Linked DNA regions of Zea mays: region 1 is linked to region 2. Evidence: chromatin contacts called from public Hi-C data. All regions are on one chromosome and are shown on one strand. The core of a region is the stretch at or near the end of the contact, and the rest is flanking DNA. Distances in the headings are between cores, read along the strand shown.

The links. A called contact is a pair of places that touch in the nucleus more often than the background predicts.
Region 1: a Hi-C map of endosperm shows a contact between it and region 2, with 2.7 times the contacts expected there. The contact joins the promoter of LOC111589752 here to the promoter of LOC100282614 in region 2. A contact is called at or near these places in 4 of 25 Hi-C or Micro-C datasets (ear, endosperm, leaf and 1 more).

The regions. Positions count from the first base shown.
Region 1 is chr7:173,576,405-173,579,104 of Zm-B73-REFERENCE-NAM-5.0, forward strand. LOC111589752 (protein EGG APPARATUS-1-like) reads right to left here and starts at 1,382. Exons shown (of 1, transcript NM_001397179.1): 1 at 635-1,382. The coding sequence starts at 1,284. The coding sequence ends at 997.
Region 2 is chr7:173,330,604-173,333,303 of Zm-B73-REFERENCE-NAM-5.0, forward strand. LOC100282614 reads left to right here and starts at 1,399. Exons shown (of 4, transcript NM_001155522.2): 1 at 1,399-1,958. The coding sequence starts at 1,635.

The sequences.
Region 1 (2,700 bases), core at 132-2,631, 250 kb after region 2:
CTCATCTCGTCCTACGCAGAAGACCAATCACGGGCACGGCTATAGTCAATGCACCCGCTGAGCCTGCACATAGCCAACCGGGCTACCAATCATATGGAGTCTGTGCTGGCATCGCCTGCGTGGGAACCCTGGTCCGGGAGTCAACATTTGGACACACTCTTCATACTTGTGTAAAGGAAATAATGTCAGGAATGGAAGAAATGGAATGCGCGGCCGGATACAGAATTACAGAGGCGGCATACCCTAACCCTATTACAGTAGTACACTAGCTTGGGCGTCGTCGCGACCGCGAACATGATCCAGGGCTGTCGAACGTAGCTTCCAATTCAACAGGTAAGTCGAAAATTGGCGACGTACAAACGTCAAAACAAGAAACGCAAAGTACTAAAAGAGTAGATTTAGTACGTATATATACACTAGACACCATCACACCACCACTACGTACGATTCAAGCTAGCCACGCCGAGGACGACGACCGTGATCCAAGCCATCGTGGTGCAGGGAGTAGATTGAGCTTCAGAGTTAACCATCACACCACTAGTGTGTTGATCTGTGGATATATCGGAACTGGATCGGAATCAGGGAGTAAGATTGAGCTTCAGAGTTAACCAACACAGACAGTGAGGATGGGGGATGATCAGAGCACGGGACCAGGAAGCTGCACAACTAACCACTTCAAGATCTGGAGTTACAAGTGCTGACGACGGTTGTGATGCGACCCATCCAAAACTACGCCGCCATACACACTTTCCATTCTGATAGGTGAGCATGAATCGCATGAGCAGGACGATCAATGAACAAGCTCAAGCGTAGAACAGTAATGACGAGTAGAGAAACACGATAGGCAATTACGACGCATAGAGTAACATCTCCATTCAATGGAAAAACACCGACAACATCGGCATACGGCGGAAATACTGGCAGATGCTGCTCGTCTCGTCGCTCGCTATCTTTTATTTACGACGATCACTTGCTCACAGTCACAGCTAGCGCTAGCTAGCGATCGAACAGGCAGCGAACGTGGCAGCGGCAGCTGCCGCGCCGGCCGTGCGGAGGATGGTAAAATACAACTGCGGGTTGGCCTCGAACACCGCGCGGCAGATGACCCAACCTGCGGCGCCGGGCGCCTTCATCATCATCCCCGCCGAAGCGGGGCCCACCACGGGCCACAGGAAATAGATGCCGAAGACGCCCATGGCGGCAAACGCCACCGCCGCTCCCATAGCGCCTATGCCCTCGTCGTCCTTCATGTTGACGAATGACGATGGCCGGGCAGGTTGACATGCAGGATTCAGCGTCGTCCGGGTGGCACGCCGGTGTTGCTTCTGCCCTTGCTGCTTAATTGGAGGAGAGCGATCGGCTGGGTTTGGAATGAATGGACACTGGACAGCGGTCGCTGCGTGTTGTGTTAATTGAACATCTATTTGTAGTAGGCTGCAGCGCCGGATCGAGGTTGGCCAGGCGGCTGCTCAGCTTCATCGCGTGCATTGCGATGCATGCCGTGCGCATTTGCTCCCCAGTCTCAAATCACGATGGGAGGCGACGACGAAGAGACAGCTTCGCAATGTGCGCGATCAGTCGAGCGCATTGAAGTTGAAGAGAACGGTAGCGAAATGCAGAAGCTGAATTGTTGCTTGGTAGTAGTGAGAACGTGCATAAGAGGTAATTAATTTCATCTGCTAATTATGTAGAGTAGTAATTAAATTAATTTCATTAACTACGAGTCACCTCGAGGCCATGCTATAAAGGCCAGCGGTCGACATAGCTTAAATGATGGTGCATTGGCCCCCGCAGCCCGGTGCCGTAAATACAAGACATCCAGGTGAATCTGGGGCTCACAAGGGCGTGTGGTTTTACCTCGGGTAGAACGTTGGTTTTACCCTTGCCTTACGGCGCCTTCCTAAGGAACCGACCCCTCAAGGTTACATGCTTTGGCACACTAGGATTAGGTAACCCCTCAAGGTTACATGCATTTGACTCAAGGTTTAATAATGCTTTTGGTTTATATACGAAATTATGAGTATATTTTCCAAAGCTTCCGGATAATATAAATTTCTTTTTCATTTTAAGGGCTGATTTGGTGATCAGAGATTCCAAGATGATTCATGGGAGAGAAATCCCCTTACAATTCAATTTTGAATATCAAGGGGATTCCTCTCATGGATCCTCTCGGGATCACTGACCACCAAATCAGCCCTAAAAGTGAACTGATGGAAATTAAAACACATACGTGCATAAGAGGTGATTAATTTCATTTGCTAATTATGTAGAGTAGTAATTAAATTTCACCGGCAAAAGTAGTATTTTTTTTTTTGCCGATACTACTCGTCCACTACCCACCAATCCGTCGTGGCAGCTTGGATTAGTATTAAAAATGAAGAAAGTGACAGAACTCAGGGTATTATTTTAAATAACCTAACTATACCCATTAGAAGATTGGACTTGGACATGTACCACCATGAGCCTGCCTTTGGATTAGTATTGTCGGAAAATGATCGTTCTCACTCCGAATCGACGAGTCGACTTCTGCATTTGATGGGGCCGGCTACACTTTGCGAAATGGGTGTTGATCGGCGCATCGGGCGGAGCGGGCAGTAGCTGCAGTACTTGGCTATGCACTCAGAGTCGGAGGCGGAGCAACGCCTCTTGGAGTTCCCAGGCCGATTCGTTTTCCCCAGCACGCGCACTTCGCCGTACGTG
Region 2 (2,700 bases), core at 149-2,648:
AAGTATCTGGTATAGCCACACCAGACATGTTTGGTGAGTATAACCTGGCCCAATTGTATTTGCAGCCTCTTTGAGTACTATATCAGGTGTTCAACCGGACACGTCTGATGCGTTGTAGACTCCCACACACATGTTGCAAAGCTTACTAGGTGCTCTATTCGGTGTGACATCTGGTGCACACATATCCAGTGTGCTTAGTCTTCAGACCATTCTCCAATTCAATCACAGTACGTATCCGGTGATTCGTGTCTTCACATTTATTCGCTTGAGCTTCCTCCGTCTCGTGTCTTAGTCTCTTACATGATCTTGATAGGTCTTTGATGAGTCTTCTAGTATCTTGCTTTGAGGTGTTGATATCCTTAATCATCTTTTTACATTCGTCCGAAGTCCATGCTGCATTCTTTGAACTATATCCATAAATATTAGCACACACACTATTAGGCCAAATAGTTATGTTTGATCATCACACACCAAAACACTTAAATCAAATGGGTCATTATCTATTTTACTTAGAATCTCCAACTTTTTGGTGATTGATGATAACACAAATAAAGCAAACAAATAATAAAATACGGACATTAAAATACAATCTACTTACTATGATGCTTGTATACAGACAAGATTCATATGTTATAGAACGATACTAAATGAAAGTATACACACTTAACGAACTTCTTGACGGCCGTAAACTATCCTCATATTATGGTGTTATAGACTTAAGCCTTCTTTGAGCTTTATAAACCACATCATTCCTATCATGGACGGGAACCTGTAAAAACACTTATTTTTTTAAATAAAAATAATTCCTTTGATATCTGTTAAGGTTTGGGCTTGCTTTTAGTCTTTGAATTTCTTCTCCTTTAGAACCAAGCACCGAAAAAGAAAGATATTTAAACACTTAGGATAAAATATGCATCGATAAATGAAAGTGCGGCGTGAAAAAAGAAAGGGAGAGAAATATGTAACTAGAAAATAAAAATATACGTTGGAAGAAGAGAAATATGCATGGCTAAATAATAATGTTAAGTATTTTAGAATAAAGTAGGTCAAGATTTTTAGGAGAGAGGAAGTATCATAAATATTATCGTTTTCATATTTTCAAACTTAATTATTTAGTTAGGACGACATTAGAATTGTATTTTTATGGAGGTTGTACTTCATATCGATTTCCATTTTTGGTTTAATCTTACAAGAATTAAAGTATTTATTTATATATAAGCAAAATGAACTTTTAAAACCATCCTTGCGCGGAAGCCAAACCGAGGCCTGCGGGCCCGTATTCGTGCAGGTGCAGGCGTGCAGCAGCACTAGACGGGCTCGTGTATGGCCGGCCCCGGACGTTTGAATGGGTATTGGGCGTCTAGCAAATAACAAAGCACCCCGGCCAACTCACTGATCCTTTCCCCTTTCCTTCAGAAACAAACAACAGCTGCGCCGGCTCCACCGCACCAGCCCACACCCGCCGCGGCCGTTACATCCCCGCTTCCCCGGCCACCTTCCTTCCATTTATACCCCTCCGTTTCCCACCCTTCCCTCCCCACTCCGGCAGTCCCCGTCCCACCACTACAGCCACTGCTGCCCGGCCGGCCGCGTCCCTCTTCCTCCGCCAGGCGCCAGCCGCCCGCACTCCAGCAATGGCGTCTGCCTCGCACGCCCCGACGCCGCTGCTCAAGGACGAGCTGGACATCGTCATCCCGACGATCCGCAACCTCGACTTCCTGGAGATGTGGAGGCCCTTCTTCCAGCCCTACCACCTCATCATCGTGCAGGACGGCGACCCCAGCAAGATCATCCGCGTCCCCGAGGGCTTCGACTACGAGCTCTACAACCGCAACGACATCAACCGCATGCTGGGGCCCAAGGCCTCCTGCATCTCCTTCAAGGACTCCGCCTGCCGCTGCTTCGGCTACATGGTCTCCAAGAAGAAGTACATCTACACCATCGACGATGACTGCTTCGTGAGTGACCTCCGCTCCGTTCCGCTCTTTTGCGATGACAATCCAAGAGTTATTTCCTTCCGTTGCGGATAGTCTTGCCGTAATTGGGCCCGATTTGGTGGGGATGAGGCTCAGATCTTGTTATATAGCCGACGAAAAAAGTACACGGGCAGTTTTGTTTTGTGTTTTCTTCGGTGAGGTGAATTGAGCTGTAAAATTTGGGATAGGATACAATGCACCCTGGATTGAATTTTCAGGGTGCAAAGTTTTGACGGCTTTGCTGTTACCCGTCCTGTTAATTATGGCCGTAGCGCTGTGATCTGGGTAGGTAGAATGCAAATTTCACGTGTTTCAGGTAACTGATTGATCTGACTAGCAGGGTACTGTCTCCTCAATCCCTGGAGTTCAGACATGTGTCTGCTGGTGGTCGCTACTGTCAGATCTAATCATGTTACTTCGACTAAACTTTTGACTTGTTTCACTGTTATAAAAAATATGTAGCATTGGATCCAGTCTCACTACTTTGGCCCTGTATTGCTTCCAGTTGGGGGTATATGAACTGGAATATGCGTTTGACCTTTGTTGCCTTGTAGTTCACAATGTTTCTTTTCTGTTGGATGACTTGTATATGTCGCCTTGCAGCCATATTGTGTCGGTTGTATCGGTGCATATGCATTTGTGTATGTTTCCAGGTCATGATCAGTAGACTGAGTAACTAGGGGACAAAAATGCTTATTTTACAATACAAATAACAGTGCTGGGT